Linked DNA regions of Mus musculus: region 2 is linked to region 1. Evidence: chromatin contacts called from public promoter capture Hi-C data. All regions are on one chromosome and are shown on one strand. The core of a region is the stretch at or near the end of the contact, and the rest is flanking DNA. Distances in the headings are between cores, read along the strand shown. Region 1 holds the start of Hcrtr2 (hypocretin (orexin) receptor 2). Region 2 holds the start of Mlip (muscular LMNA-interacting protein).

What was found. Promoter capture Hi-C pulls out the DNA fragments that hold promoters and counts their contacts.
Region 2: a promoter capture Hi-C map of hippocampal neurons shows a contact between it and region 1, with 7 times the contacts expected there. The contact joins the promoter of Mlip here to the promoter of Hcrtr2 in region 1. A contact is called at or near these places in 4 of 39 promoter capture datasets (the 3T3-L1 cell line, cranial neural crest, hippocampal neurons and 1 more) and 2 of 9 other capture datasets (adipose tissue and embryonic stem cells).

The regions. Positions count from the first base shown.
Region 1 is chr9:76,321,343-76,327,719 of GRCm38.p6, forward strand. Hcrtr2 (hypocretin (orexin) receptor 2) reads right to left here and starts at 2,281. Exons shown (of 8, transcript NM_198962.4): 1 at 1,940-2,281. The coding sequence starts at 2,162.
Region 2 is chr9:77,247,854-77,254,230 of GRCm38.p6, forward strand. Mlip (muscular LMNA-interacting protein) reads right to left here and starts at 3,999. Exons shown (of 11, transcript NM_001368955.1): 1 at 3,894-3,999. The coding sequence starts at 3,938.

The DNA of each region.
Region 1 (6,377 bases), core at 1,031-3,530:
AAAACAAAACAAAACAAAAAACCAAAAAGCACCACTTTTCTTGAATTTAAAAGCAGTAATATCTCTTCCTAGACAGTTGGGTTGTTGTTGTTGTTATTGTTGTTGTTGTTGCTTTTACTGAAGTGAATCATAGTGGTACTTTGCTGGCAGCGTATGTAGATGCAGAAGAGAAAAGGAAGCTTTTTGCAGACAACCCCGCACAGAGAATCCATTGTGTATAAGCTTTCTAGCTCTAGAGTAGAATTACAGTAGCAAATGCTGGATCTGAGGTCAGAAAAAAATGAGGCTGGATATGAATCATGTCCTCTAATAAGTGTTTTTTTTTTTCCTTTCGGTGTACTTTATTTTAAGATTTAAGTAAGAGAGCATGTGTCAAGTGGTCTTGCAAAAGTAGATACTCAGGGCACATGTTCAGTGTCTACCACTCACTTAGCAATAAGTACGTGCCACATGCGGTAAGCGCTGCTGAGCTCAGAGTGCTCTGTGCACAGCCTATGACTCTGTAGATGGCAAGGTGGAAACCAGAAGATAAACCATTCTTCTAACAAGAGGCTGAATCATATCCATTCACCTGTCCCTTCACTTTCATTGTATCCTAAGAAGATTCTCTTTATTTTTAATCTTAAAAAAAATCAAAAAAGTAAAATATCCTAAAATAACAAAGGGCTAAAGTTCTTGGAGATTTCTAGTCTCATGACTAATATTCTCCCTAATGAGCCCCTCTCAGTCAGGAACTGTCAGCTTATCTACACTGTGACTTCGAAGAGAAGGAAAAAGCATTGGTTGTGATGGATAGCCTGGCGAGTTCTTTACTGCCCTTCATTTCAGTTACAACCTTTGTTTTTTTACTTCCCAGCTTCCCAGCCTCTTTCCTTTCACTCACCTCTCCGCCTTATTGAGAAGGTAGTACTGTCTCCAAACTGCCTGCCTCCTCCTGTCATTTTCAACAGATTTCCTCCACACTGCCCTCTGCATTCGAAAAGCCTCCTGTTCTCCATTCATCAAGGTACATGCTCCTTCCATTCACAATTTAAGCCCTAGCTCTCTGGAGAAGCTCCGTGTCTTGAAAGCGATTCCCCATCCTGTCCTAATAAATCCATCACCGCGGTCCCTATAGTTTCCTTACCCCTCACTTGGTCCCTCAGACATGGTGGTGGGGAGAATAGTAATGAGCGCGCAAGAGAACCTGTGCTCTCACAGACCAAGACAGACTCTGACATTAAGCTTAATCTTGTTGTAAGAAAAAGAATCAGTTGGTAAAAATATTTTTCTGAAACTGATAACAACCACTTGCGCGGTGGTGTGCATTGGTTGAATGAATGAATGCATGCATGTATGCATGAATGAATGCTTGAATGGATGGTGAGAGTGAGCTCCGGGGTACTTTTTAGGATGCTCCTCCTTCCTCCTGCGGCTCCAGGCACCGCTTCTGTTTAATTCTGCTTTTGCGATGGAGCGCGCTCCTCTGTCTGCCTTTGCCTCCACTCTGCCCCTTCGTTACCACTTCTTAACCCGAGCCTAAGCCTCCTTGCTAAAGGACGTGCCACCGAGCTCACGAAGGCCTTATGACTTCATCAGTTTCTGCGGGTGCAAGTCCTCCCCAGTAAACCCACCCAGCCTGCACAAAAGCATTACAGATTCCCCTACACTCAGCAAATCCACCTGGAGGTCCTTGTCCCTCTCCTTGCGCTTGTGTTCTTGGTTCTCAAACAGAAACAGTTTCCCTCTTTTCTCTGCAAACAAACAGAATAATCCTTCTAGAGATCCCTCCTAGTTTGTAAATTCAGAAAACTTAAAAAAAAAATTTATTAGAAACCTCAGCCAAGAGCAGCGACCTCTTTGTTTGCACCCCAGGAGAAGGGAGGGGTCTCCCAGCCTTGCAGCCTGGGCTGAGGGGAGGTGACAACCCTTTTGGAAGGCTGCCGGAGACCAGACTCACCCAGGACGTTCCCGATGAGAGCCACAACGAACACGATGATATACCCTGCGATCAGGACCCACTCATATTCTTTCGGGTGTAGGTATTCCCTCCACAGGTACCGCAGGAATTCCTCGTCGTCATAGTCCGTGGGATTTAAAAACGGCTCTTGAGTTTCATTCAGCTCTGAAGCAGATGACCAGTTGCGACGAGAGAGGGAATCCTCCAGTTTGGTGCTGGACATCACGGACTGGTCCCGTTCGGCTCAGTGCTGCAAGCTTGTCTCCGCCTGCCCCATGAGCACTGAGGATCCGCGGTGGGAAAGGCTGCGCCGCCGCGACTAGGGGCTCTGGAGCCGGGAATGACGTGAAAAGTTCCTGAGCCAATGCCTCCAGAGCCTTGCGCCCGGCAACTTCGGGCTGCTGCTTCAGTGTCTTTGCAGGGGATTTGCACCAGGAGAAGCTGCCTAAGAGCCAGGGAAATGGCAGGGGAGGTTGCAGCAATGATTCTGGAGTAGAGATCCTCCTTGACCTCAGCTCCAGCTCAATCACTCTTCATTCCAGCACTTAGCTTGCAACCCACAGCTGTCCCCAGGGTTGAGGGACAGAGAGATGAAGCTGGAAAATAAAAGTGGGGCGGGAAAGGGTGGGGGGAGTAAAGACAATTACCTTAACCTGTTTCTTTGTGGATTACATGTCCCTTTTCCATCACTTGCCTTCTATTGTACGTGCAATTTCTATACTATACTGGTATGCATAAGCCTGTGGATGTGGCTGGAAGGTCAACGCATGGTTAACGGAAGATCCATTTCTTCGCTTGTCTTAGTGATGCAAACGTAAAAGTAATCATGACCCACTCTAGCCTGGGCCAGGCCTATGCAAAAGTCATTCCATCCAAATATTTTAATATTTAATATAGCCTCGCAGTATTTATCATGTGCCAAGTTGGCAATGGCTGAATTGTTAAGGCATTGCCTGCCACTCCTTATCAAGAACGAGGAGAGGACCATTTTTAATTGAAGGCTGTATTGAATCGGGATGTGCACTTTCAAGGGCAAATGTAACACATCTCAGCAGAACCTACTATTCTGCTACGTGGACATAGTATTAAACTGACTCCTAATGAGTTATTCCAGCAATAGATTAATTAATGCATCCCTTCACCCGCACCAGAGGAGATTCTGTTTGCAGTAGATGACGGTTAATGTGGAAACGCAGAACTGGCCAAGATGCAGAGATTAAGACACTGCATGATGTTTGGCCCTAAAAGGAATACATTATACCATAAGCCCCCCTCCCACAGCTCAGGGATCATTTTGGGAAGAGAAGCCTGGAAGAGCCTAAGAGTCTGAGGCAATCGATGACGGGAAGGAATCAGTGACACTGAATCCAGACTCAGTGTCGTCTGGATACAGTAGAAAAGCTGCACATAGGAACTCACAGTGGTTGTGACAGCATGTTCAGGACCTGTGCAGGTCTAAGCCAGAACAAACCGCAGCATGGGGAGGGGAGCTGGATACAAAGTACCCATCCCTGTTGACAATTGTTAACTCCTGGGAGAGTCCGGTTTTTTGTTTTTATTTTCCCTAAGAGTGTATCCTCTGGTTAAAATCTACCACCCTCCAGTGAAGGTCCCTGCATCCAAGAATATCTGAGTTCAAATTAGCCTTGATGGAATAAAAAAAAGTAACAGGAACACAAAGTTGAGTACGTAGGAAAGGCGAGATTGATCTTAGAAAAGTTGGGAGACAGAGTGGATGGATCAGAAGAAGTACAAAATTCTCAAAGAACTAACAAAACAATGATGTGTCCATGCATACATTTAATTTTACTGGAGTCTTAAGATCATTTAAATGCTAACATTATCATTCAAAAAATCATCCATTCTTCTAGAACTGTTGCCTTCTGTGAAAGTGGGGACAGGCCTACTATGGACTTAAGTCACAGCCACTGATACAAATGTGGTACCTGTTGAGAGCTGGCCTTTCTGTGATATAAATAGTTGGTCTTCTTTTCCCTACACAATTCATTTCGACTGTGAAGGTTTGTTGCACCTTTGATTAGCTTTATACTTGTTAGTGCCTGGAGATTCCTTGCTATTGGCGATCTATAAACATGAGCTCCATCTGCTATTTCTGAGTCACTGTCATTAGCTGTCATTTTATGGCATTTAACCTGTCTATACTTTGTCTTCCTTTTCCAAGTCTTCTACTATGATTAATCATGCCTGTGTGTTACAGTTGTCAGTGGGGAGAAATGAGAATATCTTTACGACACTATTCCAATGTCTGCCTTTGGTTGTAGCAAGTCTAGATTTATCTCCAGCCTACGAATGTTCCATTTCCTCTTCTCTCTGCTTTATCAGATACTTTCCTTAAAGTCTGTGGTACTCTAATGCTGTAAAAATTCCACTGAAATTATCCCACTTAAAATATGCTTTCCATTTCTGTAAGCACAGGAGAGATGATGAATATATCAGTCTTTCTTACTGACTGCCCCCCCCTTTTTTATACCTGCTAACATTCACTTTGAAATCTTTCTGCTGTATATAAGGAAATGTGTCGACACAGTATCAGGACACAATATTATTTCTGATCTTAAATTTGCCACATTAAATCCGCTAAATTAGTTAGTAGATTTAAAATAATGTTTTATCTTTAAAAGTAATCCAAATCTATTTGTTAAATACAATTTTAAAACGTATTATGTATTGCTTTTGGTCTAAAACTATGTAAATTATGTGATTTCCCAGCACAAGTATTATTAGCTATATATATAAATTTTTACATTAATACTTTTCACAAAAGGAAAATAAATCTTTTAATATTCTGGATAGTTTTTATTAGACAGCCTTGACCCTCCTAGTAAATTGAATATATCAAAAATTAGTGACAGTGAATAAAATAAGTCACAGAACCAGCTTTTTAAAAATTTCCTTGTGGTTTTATGTAGTTTTCTTTTGTTTGTTTGTTTTTTTGTTTTGTTTTTGTTTTTGTATTTTTTGTTTTTTGGTTTTTTTGTTTTTTGTTTTTTTTGGTTTTTATTGTTTGTTTGTTTTTTTGAGACAGGGCTTCTCTGTATAGCTCTGGCTGTCCTGGAGCTCACTTTGTAGACCAGGCTGGCCTCCAACTCAGAAATCTGCCTGCCTCTGCCTCCCGAGTGCTGGGATTAAAGGCATGCGCCACCACGGCCGGCTTTATGTAGTTTTCTTAATGACATCAGAAAATGTTTTCTGTGTCACTAGCTATTTTCTCATTTCCACAATGAAGTCATTTTTATCATCCTTTTCTAGGTTTACCATAACTTTGTGGACCCATTTCAGTAAATTATTCTGAGTATTTATCTTACGCGCGTTCGCAACCGGCCAGGAAAGACGCAACATACCAGAATCTTCTGCGGCAAAGCTTTATTGCTTACTCAGAAGCAAGAGAGGAAGAGCTCGGCAGAGAGAGGCAGAGAGGAAGAAAGAGAGAGACGCAGAGAGACGCAGAGAGAGAGGCAGAGAGAGGGGCAGAGAGGGAGAGAGGCAGAGAGCAGAGGAAGAGAGCAGAGGAAAAGACGAAGAGAAAGAGACGAAGAGACGAAGAGAGGGAGTGCCAGAACCCCGTCCCTTTTAAGGAGAATTATCCTCCGCCTAGGACGTGTCACTCCCTGATTGGCTGCAGCCCATTGGCCCAGTTGTCATCACGAGAAAGGCAAAGCACATGGTGGGAAAACTGCCCCTGCACATGTGCAGATTATTTACTACTTAGAACACAGCTGTCAGCGCCATCTTGTAATGGCAAATGTGAGTGCAGCTCCCCACATATTTACCCAATTTCCAGTAGTTTATCTAGAAATTAAAGCCATCAGTAGAAGTAAGATCAGCCTCAATAATCAGTCTACCCTCTGGTGGATGAACACTGTTTAGGTTTGCAAATCCCTGCATTATTGGGGTAGGGAAAAGGCACACAATACCATGGGGTCATGAAGGAATACATTTGTCTCAAGCAGAAACCCAGGGTGGATTGCTTTGTTACTGGAACATCCCTCCAGCTGACTCCTTAAAGACAAAGAGGAGGTCACTCAATCGCAAATGGGGGAGGCTTTTAAGCAGAGGAAATTGGAAAACCAGAAGCAAAAAGGTGAAAGGAAGCAAGATGGGTTTTGAAACCTTCACTGGAAAGCGTGTAGAGATTGCTTTGGGAAGACAGAAGGGAGGGGAGGGACCAGCGAAGTTCTGCTGAAGGAGAAGAGGTTGTGGCTGTGAGATCTGGCTAGAATTGGATGATACTTGAAAGTATGAGTATGAATATAGAATTCTACTATGCGATAATAAGATGACTGAACATTAAGCCTGCTTTTAAGACACCTAGTGACTACATATTTATGCAGTACAGGATGGTAAATATATACAAGATGCAATGATCAAATCTGGATAATTAGCATATTCATCACCTAAAGCCTATCATTTCTTTGTG
Region 2 (6,377 bases), core at 2,749-5,248, 930 kb after region 1:
ACTAAAGAACAGCAAAACTGAAATAAAACTTGGTAGGGAAAATTCAAGAAATCAAAAGAGTAAGTTCAGAGAAAAGTCTTAACAAAAAATTAGATGAAATATAAAAGAGAATTTCAGGTAAAAAAATATCTTTATGAAAAGATCAAACCTACAAGCAAAGGGAATAGATAAAGAAGAAACTGAGGTCAAAGGCACAGAAAATATATTTAAATATCATAGAAGAAAAACTCCCAAATCTAAACAGATATCTACTAAGGAGCAAGAGGCATACAAAACATCAAATAGACATAGACGCCACCAGAAAAGAAAATCCCTGTGATACATAATAATTAAAATATTAATTGTAAAGAGCAAAAAATAATATTAAAAGCTGAAGGAAAAAATATCAAGTCATATATAAAGGCAGACATGTTAGAATAACAACTGATATATTGATGGAGACTCTGAAAGCCAAAATGACCTGGAAGGTGCCCTACAAGCTCTGAAAAGCCACATATGTCATATATATAAAAATTATACATACATATGTATAATTTTTGCTGGATATATCCGACAAAACTATTGGTCATAATCAAAGGAGAAAGAAAAAATATTTCATGATAAAAATAAACTTTAAAAATTTCTTTTTGGCAATTTAATTCTACAAAAGACACTATAAGGAAACTTCAGTCTGAAGAGAATGTTAACTATACTCAAGGAACAAATAATCCAAGAACAGTTAACCAAATAAATTTTTTTAAATCCACAATAAAATGATAGGAATTAATAAGCAATGCTCAGAAATAACTCTCAGAATCAACAGTCTCAATTCCTCAATAAAAGAGCATGAAATATCAGATTTTAATAGAAAACAGAATCCTTCTTTTTACTTTCTCTGAGAAACACATCTCACCATTAAGGATAGACATCCCCTCAGGTAAAAGAATGGAAGAGGTTATTCCAAGCAGATGGATCCAAGAAAAAAAAATCAGATGTAGTTATTTTAATTTCTGACAAAATGAACATCAAATAACAATAATCAGAAGAGATAGTAAAGGACAATGAATACATATTGAAGGAGAAAAATCAAACAACAGATTAGGATAATTGCAAACTATTATGCACCAAATGCAAGGGCACCCAATTTCATAAAAGAAACACTACTATGCTAAAATCACATTGATCCTAACACAATGAGGGCGGATAGCTTCAATACCTGATTCTCACCAGTAAATAGATTTTTCTTATTTCTTCCTTTCTGCCCTCCCTTTTTCCCTTCTTTCCTTCCGTCCTGCCTTGCTTTTCTTTTCTTTTCTTTTCTTTTCTTTTCTTTTCTTTTCTTTTTTTGAGAGAAAGTTTACAAAGTTGTGTGGCTAGAAATGAGAAATATCTTGAAAGAGTTGGGGAATGGAAATAATATAAACAAAATATAACATAGAAATTAAAATTATTTGTCATGATCTCTTTACGATAGCCGTGTCAGAGTTGACGAGTAGTAGCTCATCATCTAAAAGCAGTGCTTCCCATTTTTTCCTTAGTGGGAAGAAAGGTTAGACCCCTTACAGGACCGAGAAAGAAAGGCCATTAAGGCTAATCAACAACACATAATGAATGCTACTGACTTCCTAGGTTTTCCTAGGGATGTTTTCTTACATAGTTAAGCTTGTCAATGTCCTGCCGAGATGGAGAGCGGTGTAAAGAGGGGTACCACTGAGTACTCAGTAGTTGAGATTCCTTGTCAGCTTGATCTGATTTTGAAATCTCTTAGGAGACACTGCTGGTGTGGCTATGGGAGTACCTCCAGAAAGGCTTAACTGATGAGGGCAGAGGACCCACCTGGATGTAGGCAGCAGAATTCAGTGAACTGGGGTTCCAAGCAAAAGACAAGATAGGAGAAGCCTCATTGGTGACAGCATCCATCTTCTTTCTGCTTCCTGACTGACAGTACAGTTTAGCAGGCTGCCTCACACTCCAGCTGCCTTGCCTTACTGAGCATGTTAAACTGCACACTCAAACCACAAGCCAGAATAAACCCTTTCTCTCTTAAATTGCCTTAGGCAAGTATTTGGCTACAACAATAAATAACTATCTATAATAATTAAAATATTTATCCTTTCTTCTCCTTTGGACAAAATAGTCATTTAATAGTTATCAAGAAAGAAAGGATGATATGTTGACCTCACTTCCAGGTGCTTATTCTTGCCCTCATTTTCCTATGAAATGATTTGGTCTCCTGAAGTCTATCCAAAGGAAATTAAATAGATTTATAGGAAAGGCTTCAGTATAGCCCACAGGTACAAAACCCATTGACCCTTAATAAACGGCCAGTAGCCATATCTTCTAAAGCATATACAGTGATCTAAACTTACTTCCCCAAGTGCCTTGCACAATTGTCCAGCTTGTCTTGTCTTAAATCTCTAAAGTACAAAATTCTGCAAGGGATACTTCCACCTATAGTCTTTTAAAAAGTTGGTAGTTATAATTTTAGTACACAAAACAAGAACAAAAGGAAGCCAGTACATAGATGAACAAGATGTGCCCTTCTCACAGTATGATGGAGAGATTTCTAAACATGAACACACGATGAGAAAGAAGGCCATTGAACAGGAGCAAGATAGTGGCCTTCAACTTTATGGCTACACTCTGCCCACAGGAACTTCAATGCCCTCCCTAAGTGAAATATCGTCATCAATGTAGGGAAGCAATTCTACTTCCTTATTTTAGTTGAACAAATACATTATATATAATATTTACTTATTACATATAGATATATGTGTGTGATATGTGATATATGTTATATGTAATCTAAAGATTAAAGGCTTACCTCACTGAGTTACTACTGAGTAGAAATAAACTCAGGGATTGATTCCTGTCCTTATATGCATATTCCAGAACATCAGGAAAAGGGCAACCCTTTGATATTAACTTTCAAGAAAGTACTACAAAATTAGCACCCAGGTCTTTCACTGTGTTTATCTAGCACCTGTATTGTGTCTTACCAGAAACCTAAGGTTCACTTGAAAGGACCTTTTGATGGAATGGGATTTGAAGCTACACTAGCCACACTGTGGAATATTCTGAAGATCTATGTTAGCCTGTAGACTGATGAATCCCTTGCTCAGAAAAAAAAAAAGAAGAAGAAGAAGAAGAAGAAGAAGAAGAAGAAGAAGAAGAAGAAGAAGAAGAAGAAGAAGAAGAAGAAGAAGAAGAAGAAGAAGAAAGCCATTTACCATTTACTGCACACTGTGTGGCAGATCTAACAGAGCCCCAAAATGAATCGCTATGGAGACAAAAAAAAAAAATCATTTTCCCACAAAGCGGAAGCGGATGCAAGTTAATGGCATTCGCTTCTTAATTGGCAATTAACACTTTCAGCTGCCAATGCCATTTAAACATCTGATCTTCGGGAAACTATTTTAATAACAGAAATAAGAACTAAGTGGATTAAAATAGTGGCTTGAGATACCCCTTTTGTCAGACTGACCCCTTCTCACCGGTGGCACAGGCTATAACATGAGAGGTGTTTTCCCCAGTGCCTCGCAGGCTGTAAGCTCCTTTGCTCAGCTTCAGGCTGTGTGCTATTCTTTCTTCTATTTCCCTAAAAGTGCCCCCCAAACACACCACCGTGTTGGCACCCGCAGCACAGAGGACCAATAGCCTCTTACTAAGAAAAGACATCACAAGCATTCAAACATTAACTCTATGCCAAGCGCAATCCTTGGCTTTTTCTTTGCCCAACAAGCAGTTTTGTCTTTATCAGTTGCCCGTTTCTCTGACTATAGATACCATCTCATTTCAACAACACAGACAAATTTATCAGCTCCCGGGTAGCTCGCCCTCACACCCTCCGGCATATACCAGAACTGGGTGTCTTTAAAAGTTACTGAAAGCATTAAGCAAAGACTTCTCTTTACCTTGGGTGTGGTCTCAAGGCTCCCCGCTAAGATGCAGGAGGTCATTTGGAAGTAATTGTTCCTGCAGGCACTCAGAAGCCCCTGCTCTGAAAGCAAACCAATGACTGAGGTGGAAAGAGAGCCTGTTACTAAAACAACACAGGCACACGCACGCAATCGCCTACACACACACACACACACACACACACACACACACACACACACACACACACGCAAGCACATACGCATGCACCCATATGCACACGCACACACGCGCGCACACACACACACACACACACACACACACACACACACACACACGGTTGCGGGGGAGGAGGAATCTAAAAGAACACAGAACAGATGCTTCTCCGAGTTGAGTATTTTTCAGCTCCAAAGGGTTTGTTTTGACAATTTTTACTTTTGGAACTTCACGAGAGGTCACACTGACTGCTAAAATGGGATCAGTGGAAGTGAAAAATTGCTACCTCTATGTGTTTGCCCTCTTTTCCTTTCAGGCTTGCAGTCCAATTATGTATTCCCTGAAAGGAAGGGAGAAGCCAGATTGGACAGCAATGAGAAGCTGATTGAAGGGCCCTGGCATCTGCCAGTTTCAGTGATTGGTTGACCACGCTCGCAGAGAACATTCAGATGCACAAACACATGCAAACACAGCGTCTAAATAAAGAACTGGAAAACACAGTGATCATTTTGGAAAGCCAGTCATTTCAGTGACAAGTCCTTGGCGTGTGAACGGCAGTCAATGATATTGGAGCATCCGAGTGACTCAAGTTCTGCTGTTAAACAAAAGTAGCTCTAAAAGAGATCTTGTTACCAAATAGCTGTCAAAACAAAATTCCCTTCCACTGTTGCTGGAAGATAGTGACTGCCCTGCCTACCTATAAACAAGTCACAAATATTTCTCACGAGATTGATTTATTCAGTATTCCTATTCTCTAAGCATTGATTTTTTTCTACAAACCTATGCAATCTATATTTGTGCATAAGCACTGGAAGATGTAATGTGGAGGGAGCTGGCTATATACTGAATGCTATGCAAAAGTGAAGGTTTTATTTCACGTACAGTTACAGCATTTAATATTTTCAACATTGTCAAGAGCTTGAACTTAGGACAATCATGAGCGCAATAATGACTCACAGTGATTCTATTAAGAAGCAGGGAAACTATTGCAAATAACACTAGTACATCTTGCCCCAGGAAAGGGCCAAATTTCTAAATGTATGTGCTGTTACATCAGTAAGAGATATCTTCTGACATCTACACTCATGGTTATGTATATCTGATGCCAAGAACCTTTCATTCTTTCTGAGAATATACATAAATCTGTCATATAAATAACAGAGATACAAAGAGAAGAGAGTTTTAAAGATCGCCCATCACCCATCCTATAGTTCTTAAATGTCACTGCATGATCCGCCATTGGCAGCACCTTTAGAACTGTAGTTTCTGCTTGAGAAGTTCAGCAGTGGATTCTCCACACCTGCACTTTCAACAAGCTTCTGGGTTGTATCCTGTTGCTGGTGTGTTGTTCTCCTACTTCTCCTCTCTGTTGCACTGATAAGCATCATGACCAAAAGCAACTTGAAGATAAAAAAGGCTTATTTGACTTACACATCCTGATCCCAGTCTGCCACTGAGGGAAACTAGGGCAGGCAGCAAGGAGGAACACTGCTTATCAACTAGCTTCCAGGCTCACTTTCTTATACCTCCCAGGACTTGCCCAGGGGTGTCACCCCTCACAGTGGGCTGGGCCCTCTCATATCCATACACCATCAAGAGAATGCCATAAAGACCTATCTACAAGACAATAAAATGGGAACATTTCTCTGATTGAGATTTGTTTTTTTGCCTGGCAACTCTAGTTTGTGTCAAGCTGACAAAAACTAAACCATGCGGTGGTATTTTCCTGACCGTTCATAAAGCCACAAGAGCACAGACATTTGCTGTGAATTAATTGCAAGAATTTGGCTACACTCAGAATGGGAAATGGTATCCTGTTGGATCTAGAAGAATTTATCTGACAGTCAGAGAAGATTTAGGGAAGCCCTTGTTAGAGCAGTAAGAGAAGTGAGTAGCATGAATAGACAGGAAGCAGAGGACACAAGTCAGAAGATCTTGGACCTCTGAGCTGTTCTGAATGTCTACCCTGTGAATGTGAATAAGGAAAGCATTGCTCCATAGAATCCTACAGTTAGATTCAGCTCGGGCAGCCCATGCTTATGTGTCAGATACTATCCCTTGTATGTTACTTCTCATGGCACTGTGGGTTTTTAACTTTATAAATAATACAAGAGAGTATAAAAAGACTCCTAAGACCAGAAAAGTCGGTCAAATCTAGATTATCATCAAAGACTTTGAATCAAGGTATTTTAACTTTATGCGTCATTCAATAAGGATTCAGAGATGAATATGCGTACTTCTAACCTCAAAGAGTGCCTGCCGTCCAGTCTTAGATGCACTCTTCTCTGAAGTCTATCTAGTATATG